Regions from separate parts of the Danio rerio genome. Here region 1 is linked to region 2. Evidence: chromatin contacts called from public Micro-C data. All regions are on one chromosome and are shown on one strand. The core of a region is the stretch at or near the end of the contact, and the rest is flanking DNA. Distances in the headings are between cores, read along the strand shown. Region 1 holds the start of trappc3 (trafficking protein particle complex subunit 3). Region 2 overlaps col8a2 (collagen, type VIII, alpha 2).

The links. Hi-C and Micro-C count contacts between places; a contact is called where the count stands out from the background.
Region 1: a contact with region 2 is called in a Micro-C map of caudal fin, with 6 times the contacts expected there. The contact joins the promoter of trappc3 here to the enhancer-like site in region 2. A contact is called at or near these places in 2 of 18 Hi-C or Micro-C datasets (caudal fin and an unstated tissue) and 2 of 4 datasets of contacts at active chromatin or transcription factors (caudal fin and embryo).

Annotation. Positions count from the first base shown.
Region 1 is chr19:38,185,360-38,190,314 of GRCz12tu, forward strand. trappc3 (trafficking protein particle complex subunit 3) reads right to left here and starts at 3,042. Exons shown (of 5, transcript NM_001003601.1): 1 at 2,897-3,042. The coding sequence starts at 2,938.
Region 2 is chr19:37,951,754-37,956,561 of GRCz12tu, forward strand. col8a2 (collagen, type VIII, alpha 2) reads right to left here. Exons shown (of 3, transcript NM_001082901.1): 3 at 1-1,200. Among named protein-coding and RNA genes, the nearest start is that of ptp4a2b, 7.3 kb to the left of the region's middle. Within about 2 kb of position 1,943, at least 2 of the 62 cell types and tissues checked have an H3K27ac peak or open chromatin away from gene starts, as enhancers often do. A contact at or near this core is called in caudal fin, where this site is marked.

The DNA of each region.
Region 1 (4,955 bases), core at 1,792-4,291, 230 kb after region 2:
CCTGTTTGAAACGAATTTTTGAAGCTGCGTCACGGTCATGACATAATAGCGTGTATTCCAGCGTGCAGACTGGATGTCTGTGCCAGAGTGTGCCTTATTACGTCTTACAGTGTGATGCATTAATGCATGAGTAAGGCTTGGTTCAAACCAATCAGCGCGCTCTATTGTGCAACTTCATTAATATTCATTAGTGTCACCGTCTTTACACCACAGAGACGCCACGTTGTGTTGGCAAAACAAGCGTGAAGTGTTGCTTTTAAATTTTGCTGCAGTTAAGTTTCGTTTTCATTTTCTCTCTGTGAGAGCTCAGACTCACGTGTGGATTAACAGTGTACGCGACGCTCGACAACAATAACTTACGTGTCTAAGGGGGATTATTGTTTACCTGAGAGCTGTTCTCATCTGCAAACGCTGAGATCCGGATTCCGGATGTAGTCTTCTCTTCAGACGCGGCTCTAGTTGCTGGTGATTGACCTGTCTCTACAGATTTGGTAAGTGAGCGACCAGTGCTCTTTGTTTATTCAGTTTGTTCGTATCGAATTAAGTTAACTATTGCGCTGAGTGCAAACATGTTAGCACCGCATTTTGTGACCGGAATAACACACGAGGCTTTCTGACGTTACCTGCCGTGTGCATCTAAGTTTCCGGGAAATGCGGAGTTTTTTTTCTGTCATTCGCCGTGCGGTATCAAACATTGCATGAAAAATACACGCTTAGAGCAGATCCTCGAATCAAATATCTCGTTTGTCGCGAGGGGCATGAATGAATTCCCTGAATGAAAGAGTCAAACTGCAGTTAAAGTCCACCAGTTAATAATTTGGCAAATAATTCCACTACAGATGTCCATGTAGGTTAAACACCATCTCTTTCTCCTGTGTGTGTATTTTGACTGAAACTCGCGCGTGCCCAAATAGACACTCCCACACCCTCCCACTTTAGTTCCTCCGACACTCCCCCCTAAACAGAGCTGGACACCCCCACTTTTCTGACTTTTTCCAAAGTGGAGGTGTGAAAACACCCTGCTGAAACACGGGGGTTTCATGGCCCTTTAATTCAAATGACAGATTTGTGAGGGGTGTACTCATAAATGCTGTGTATGATTTAATATATAAATGTATGTCATAATTCACATAATTCATTTGTAATTCATTCATTCATTCATTTTCTTGTCGGCTTAGTCCCTTTATTAATCCGGGGTCACCACAGCGCAATGAACCGCCAACTTGTCCAGCAAGTTTTTTACGCAGCGGATGCCCTTCCAGCCACAACCCATCTCTGGGAAACATCCACACACACTCATACACTATGGACAATTTAGCCTACCCAATTCACCTGTACCGCATGTCTTTGGACTGTGGGGGAAACCGGAACACCCGGAGGAAACCCACGTGAAGGCAGGGAGAACATGCAAACTCCACACAGAAACGCCAACTGAGCTGAGGTTCGAATCAGCGACCCAGCGACCTTCTTGCCGTAAGGCGACAGCACTACCTACTGCGCCACTGCCTCGCTACAAAATAAATATGATTTAGGGATGGACAAAATCTAACATTGCGATTTTTATCTTTTTTTTTTCTGTGATGTAATTGGGACATGAATATAATATCACCAGATGATTTGAATAGGTCTGTTTGAAAAGATTTCCTTAGTTTATGATCAAGTGGGATGATCTTTTTTTTCTATGTAGTGCATCTGCGTAAATTATAATAAATTACAAGCAAAATAAAGAAATGAATGCTTTATGGTTTTCTTGGCCGTCTAACAGTATTCAAGGACAGAAATTGAACCATTAAATGTGGAATAACATGGTCATCATTGTATAAATAAGCAAAAAAAAATATATATTAATATCTATTTTTATTACTATTGTATTATCTTTCAATGTGGCTATTGCGCATAGACACATTGTGATATCGATGGTCAAAACATATTTTGATTAGCCCTAATACGATTCTACAAAAACGCTCAAATAATCTATTGTTATTAAATTTATTATTATTATTAATATTAATAAAAATATTATTGTTGTTTCAGGTTCATGATTCAGTTTTATTTTTTGCTGGATGGGTTGGCGATTCATTCTGCTGTGGCAACCCCGGATTAATAAAGGGACTAAGCCGACAAGAAAATGAATGAATGAATAAATCATTTTTATGTGTGTAATACTGTATAATATAATAACTGCAATGAATAAATGAACAAATCTTTGAGTGTGGTCAGGAAATATAATAGCTTTTGTGATCCTCAATAAAGAAGATCTACAATAGAACTCAGTCTGTACTGTAGCATTGAAACTTCAGTTCATACTTAGATGATCTGAATCAATGAGCACACAGTGGTCACAAGCGCCCTCTCATGGCACAACATGGAGTTGTTACAAACACATCTACATAATAGGAAACCTAAACATTTATAATAAAAAAACTTGTATGACAGAGCTGGACAAACCTACGTGCGTCTTTTTTTTGCTTACATAAATACCTTTTTAACAGAATAAAGCAGCATAATAATAACAGCTCTGTGCTGTATAGTTATTGCTAAAATAAACCAAAAAAATGCACGAAACATCATGCCATTAAAGCATACATCACTCACTACAACGAATTTATCATTCATTTAATCCCACAAAACCATTATTTTAAAGGGTTACATGCATTCCCTCACCGTTTTTAATTCAAAAAGAGCTGATTAATTACAGAAAGACGTGTCCTTTGTGGAACACGAGCAATAAAATAACTAACATTTATATATACACACACAACACAACAGTATCTTTATTTTAATGTAATAATACAAACACTGCTCAAATAAGAAGGTTATTTATCCGACAATAATAGCATGTTAGCTAGCAGCCTTGGGTTTATGTAGTAACTGAAACAACACGATACACACTCACCATCTTCTTGCTGTCCGTGGCTCTGTTTGACTGCCTAGACATGTTGTCTAATATTACAGGTGTGGAACAGATCAGTTACAGGTAATATTTTATTAATCTGCTCAGTGCAAAGATAGTCCCGTGATGTTGTTTCTGTCACTGACGGAGGAGTCACTTCCTCAATAACTGCCGACTAACCGGAAGTCTTGCCACGCTTTGGTTTGTGGGTGTTGTAGTCAAGGATTCTGTGAGTATTTTTGTATGTATTTTTATATTGCTTTTTATCAGCACTGCACGGCATAACATCAGTACGTATCTATAATTATGAATGTGTAATTCATCTGTAACAAGACTAGGCCAACTCTTTGTTTCAGCGCCATTGCAGATCTTTCTTGGACTGTGTTACTTGTTGTTTTTATAAAGTATGGCGTATATACTGTAATAATACTAATACTGTAGGCTTTGTGATAAAAGAAGCATGTTTAAATTTAACAGTACTTATAAAAGAGTCGAAATCCCACTCATAGTTAAGGAATATGATATTATTTTTGGAGCCATCATCCATTTTGGGAGTGCTTTGTTTATGAAGGGATTTAATAACCTATTTTCTCAGATTTGTGCAAGATCTCAATGTTTTTTTTTAAACATATTCTGGCAAATTACCACAAAGTCAAATAACAAGAGTCTCTGTGTTTTGATCCAGTTGCAGTAATGTCCTAATGCAATGATTTTAGTTTTATTGGAACAGACATATAGGCAACAATAAATGAGATCTAGTCAGGAGCTGATTCAACCAATAAGCGAGCCCGCTTAGAGCCCCAGGAAATCAGGGATCCCCCAATAAATATCTAGAAGTGTAATTTACACCTATAAACTAGTAGTTTTCTACCGTATTTTGTATGGTGAGAGTTAAAGGTATTTTGAAATACAATTTTAATGTAATTAAATATTATTTAATATACAATTGAATATAATGTTATTATAATATTGTAGTGGTATGTAATAGTAATAATATTACCTAATAAAATATCCATAGGGGAACAGTCCAGCAGTCAATTAAAAAAAATTATATTTAATTTGTAAATTCATTTTAAGAAAACCAAAATCCCCTAAATCACTAAATCCGCCCCTGAGTTTAGTGTAGACTAAAATAAATAAAAGGTGTCTTTTAAATGGGTACATTAATACGATTTATTTTTTAACTGATGTAAACAGCTTCTTCTGTCGTCTAAAAAAAAAATGTCTGTCTCATTTGTATTGTGAGTATCACAAAGTATCTCTGGGGGGAAAAATGCTTTTGGGTTTTGTTTTGTGGTGTAACTCCTCTTTGAAATTAGAAAATTCTATTTTAGGATGTTCACATTACGAGCAAAAAGGTTTTAATAAACAGTTTACACAACTGTATATGTACAAATATACATAGAACATATGAAATCCAAGTCTCTAAATAATGTCTATACAGTGCTCTGCATATATGAGTACAACCCCCCATAAATCTCTCATTTGAATTAATATTTTCCATAGGATGCTTTACAATATTATATTTGTGCATTTACATTACATAAGTCAGTGCTGAAGCCAAACATGGAGCTAACCTAACAAAATAACTTACAATAATGGTTCAAAAATTAGTAGGCCAAATTTTGATTTTAGGGAAAAATGCATTCATTCATTCATTCATTCATTCATTCATTCATTCATTCATTCATTCATTCATTTTCTTTTTGGCTTAGTCCCTTTGTTAGGGAAAATTGATAAATGAAATTTTAAAAAATAGCTAAAAAATAAAGAGAAACAAAAACATATATTCAATTTTGTTGAAATGTAGTTTGTAATTATTTTAGCAATATTTTGCTTGAATTTAAACGCATTATCTTTCCATTTCTACAGATGTTCTGTGACTAAAATATTATTTGTATAAATATATAATGGTTTAATAAATCTGTTTTGTTCAAATGCACCAGTATATATCACCCATATTCACTGAGAAATGGATAAAAACATTCATTTTTAAAATGGGGCATATTCATATGCTGAACACTGTACATAATTCACATATTTTCAAAAGGTAAAATATTTT
Region 2 (4,808 bases), core at 693-3,192:
GGAGTCCAGGAATCCCTGAATTGCCACGTGGTCCAGGGGTTCCTGAAAACCCGTTCTCACCTTTTGGCCCTGGTGCTCCAATTAAACCAGGATTGCCTGGCAGACCGATGTGACCTGGTTCACCTTTAGGTCCAGGTTTGCCAGTGGCTCCGTTAAGACCAGGTAGACCTTTATCTCCTGGGAGGCCAGGCTTTCCTGCCAGCCCACTCGGGCCCTGATCTCCTCTAAGTCCTGGCAAACCTGAAGGTCCTTGTGGTCCATTCTCTCCTTTAAGACCTGGCATCCCAGGTTTTCCTGGAAGACCCATTAAACCTTGTGGACCTGGAAGCCCAGACTGTCCAGTTGGCCCTAAATCTCCTGGTAGACCTTCCAGTCCAGGTTCTCCTTTATCCCCAGGGACTCCTTGTAATCCAGTAGGACCTCTGTCTCCTTTCTGCCCTACAAGTCCTGGTTTTCCATAGCCAGGGGGTCCTGGAAATCCAGGAGTTCCTCTGGGGCCAGCTTCCCCCTTTGGGCCTATTGGGCCCAAGTTTCCTGGAATACCATCAAGTCCAGGTTTTCCCAAACCAGGTGCTCCTGGTGGCCCTTGTTGTCCCGGAGGACCAACTTGTCCAGAGGGTCCTTGATCTCCTGGTGCTCCTTTATCACCCTTTGGCCCCAATGGCCCAGGCAGGCCATTAATCCCTGGTTTACCCAATCCAGGGACACCAGGAGCTCCTGGAGGTCCTTGAAGGCCAGTGGGTCCCCTGGGACCTGTTAGACCTGTGTGTCCATTGCCATTTTCCCCTTTAAGTCCTGGTTCACCTGGAACACCACGTGCACCTTTACTCCCCGGCTCACCTCTTGATCCTGGCGGGCCTCTAGTGCCAGGTAACCCTGGTTTACCATTCAATGAAATACCTACAGGCCCAGGCGCTCCTGGTTGACCTTGAAGTCCCCGTGGGCCTGGCTCTCCACGAGGCCCAACCTCGCCATTAAGTCCTGGCAGTCCTTTAGGCCCTATTTTTCCTGGTAAACCTGGTAGACCTGGTTTACCAATCCCAGGTAATCCTGAAGGTCCTTGTGGACCAGTCTGACCATTGAGACCAGGCTTTCCTATACCTGGTTTTCCAGGTAATCCAGGGGGACCAGCTGGTCCCCTTGGTCCTGGCTTCCCTTGGGGACCTGGCTCCCCTGTTATGCCCGTCATCGGTGGAAAATCTAAAATAAAAAAGAAACAGAAATCAGGGATCATGGTTGACATCCAGAAATAAAATCCTATAATATTTAATAAAAAAGATTTAAGAATTAAAGATGCATGTTGAATGTACCCTGAAATGCTGGTGAGACTACACTCATCATTATGCTTTACTCTAAACCATGTTCAAGTATCTGCTCAATGACATCTACACCAGTATGAAATAAAAGCCCAATGGGCAATGAAAATGTGTTTATGGACAAAACATAAACAAGCAACAAGGACAAAGTTCTCAACAGCACTTGGCCTCACCAGAATTTCAGCAAGGGAACTGTAGTGGTGTCATTTGACATACATGTCTGCATTAAAAACTACCAATTTGCGTTAACAACTACATAAAAACAATGTAAATTTGCATGTAACCTGTTTGATAGTTTAAATTAGTGCTATGATGTAATAAAATGTCCAGAAGATGCCAGTTCTGAGAGAGATTGAGCCAACTGGTCAGTTTTAACAAATTTGCTTTTCACTTTAGAAACCATAAACACAAACAAACATTTGGAGCACAGTTTGACAAGAAACTTACGTGAGGAATTTATTTTATACTAAATGTAGTGCAATTAGCTAACAGAATTATCCCACATATATAATATGGCTCAGTATTGCTAATGTATATCCATCTGTCCACTTATCTGTAAACATTTTGCAAATCCTCATCTGCTGCAAAACGCTGTAATGTAATTTTAAAGCGCCCTCAAGTGGTGCAATAGGTCTATTACACAGCCCTATGCATTCAGTATCTCTCCCAACAGAAATTATATAGATTCTTACTTTTCCAGTGCGGACTAATACAGACAATCTCCTAAACACATATGAAAATGGAAGCAGTAAAAAAAAGAACAGAAGACAGAACAAAGTACACATGACATAAGCAGTTGACTTTTTACGGCTATTATATAGTCTTATTTGTTATCCATGCCCGTGGGTGTGCTGTATTTTGATACATTTTAAATAAAAAATTCCTTATGTTCCAACTTGGCAAGCAATGTGTAATTTGACAGACACTTCTAAAGCAAACTCCTTTTTTTCAGAACATCTGCCAGATGAGCATGTCTTTCCACGTCCACTAGATGGTAGTAAGAACACAGTTTTTCTTCAGGGATTTTTTCAGCAGTGTTGTTTTTTGAACAGACATGAAATATTTAGTAGCCTGTAACTTTCTCATTTTCTCACTTTCAACATTCCACGACAATTCCTGTTGCACCCATATACATTTAAGCTCCATAAAACATAAAAAGTAATTTATTTATTTATTATTGTTTATTTTTTAAAGGGAAAAAAAGAGAAATTCCTACATTTCTGAAATGACAGAGGGGTCCTCTTCAGATATTTTGAGTATAAAATGATCATGTATGTCACTTAAACACACCACTTTAGTTAATGCTTCAAATGTTTAAACTTATGGTATAACACAAAAACATTACAAAAATTGAATAGTCCCTGCATTACATGACACGTCCATAAATAAATGCTGTGTCTTTTTAAGTGAAATACACAAATACTTTGACGCACAAAAGCTTTCCTTTAAAGTAACCAGATGCTAGAGGACAAAAAGGATAAGCAATCTTTGTCAGCAAACCACAGACATGCAAAAACCTTATGAACAATCAGCAGAAAAATGTACACAGACATCTAAAATCACATTAGTTGAGTAATTTTGATTACTAGGAATGCAAGTGACATCTTTTTTATCACTTTAGTGTTTATAGCACTCACTTTATTTTGTAAACTGAGAATTAAAAAACAATGTTCATGCCATCTTGAACTTGGCATCACATTAAACATTAAAAAGTGACTATATATTCATTAAAAGCATATTAAATGCAAATAAAGTGTCTGCTTAATGTTTAAAATAACTTTTGTGAAAATAAAATGTAAAAAAATTAGTGATCTACATACAGTTATATATATTGGTCAAAATGACACAACATCACTGATTAATGACCTGACCTTAATAAAATAAAGGTAAAAAAAATTCATTTTCTTTTCAGTTTAGTCCCTTTGTTAATCTGGGGTCGCCACAGTGGAATGAACTGACAACCTATCCAGCATATGTTTTATGCAGCGTATGCCCTTCCAGTTGTAACCCAACACTGGGAAACACCCAAACACACTTTCACACACATACACAATTTGCCTTATTCAATTCACATATACCGCATGTCTTTGGACTGTGGCGGAAACCGGAGCACCCAGAGGAAACCTACGGCAACACGAGGAGAACAAGCAAACTCCACACAGAAATGCCAACTGGCCCATCTGAGGCTCGAATCAGTGACCTTCTTAATGTGAGATGATCATGTGATGCCCCCGTGACGCCACCAAAGAAGAAGCTATCATATTTAATAAACAATGGTTTGACTAAAATAACATAAAGTAGTTTGACTGATAGTGGGAAAATAAACATTTTATATGGCAATTATTTTTAATTTATGGGCTTCAGCTGTTATCTTGATTTTGTACGTTGTTTTGTATATAAACCCCTTTTCAGCTTGGATCTCTATCCAGTAAGATACAGGGTTTCTCTGGTTTTATTCAGCACTGATTAAAAAAAATCCATATATACCCACCGGCCATTTTAATAGGTACAACTGCTAGTACTGCTAGTACAACGCACATTTCTAATATGCCAATCACATGGCAGCAACTCAATGCATGGTTGCATAGAATACATGGTCAAGACCAAGAATCAGAATGGAGAAGAAATGTGATTTAAGTGACTTTGAATGTGGCAGGGTTGTTGGTGCCAGACGGGCTGGTCTGAGTATTTCATAAACTGCTGATTTACTTCAATTTTCACGTACAACTATCTCTAGGGTTTACAGAGAATGGTCAGTAAAAGAGAAAATATCCAGTGAGCAGCAGTTCTGTTGGTGCAAATGCCTTGTTGATGCCAGAGAAGAATGGCCAGACTGGTTCGAGCTGATAGAAAGGCAACAGTAACTCAAATAACCACTCGTTACAACCGAGGAATACAGAAGAGCATCTCTGAACGCACAACACGTTGAACCTTAAGGCAGATGGGCTACAGTAGCAGAAGACCACACCGGGTGCCACTCCTGTCAGCTAAGAACAGGAAACTGAGGCTACAATTTGCAAAGGCTCATCAAAATTGGACAAGAGAAGATTGGATAAATGTTGCCTGGCCAGATGAGTCTCAGCTCTGCTGCGCCATTGGGATGGTAGGGTCAAAATTTAAAAGTCAACAAAATGAAAGCATGGATCAATCCTGCCCTGTATCAACGGTTCAGGCTAGTGGTGGTGGTGTAATGGTGGGGGGGGGGTGGGGGGGGGGTATTTTCTTGGCACACTTTGGGCCCATTTATACCAATTGCGCATCATGTCAAAGCCACAACCTACCTGAGTATTGTTGCTGACCATGTCCATCCCTTTATAACCACAGTGTTCCATCTTCCGATGGCTACTTCCAGCAGGATAACGCACCATGTAATAAAGCGTGAATCATCTCAGACTATTTTCTTGAACATGGCAATGAGTTCACTTTACTCAAATGGCCTCCACAGCCACCAGAGCTCAATCCAAAAGAGCAACTTTGGGATGTGGAGGAACG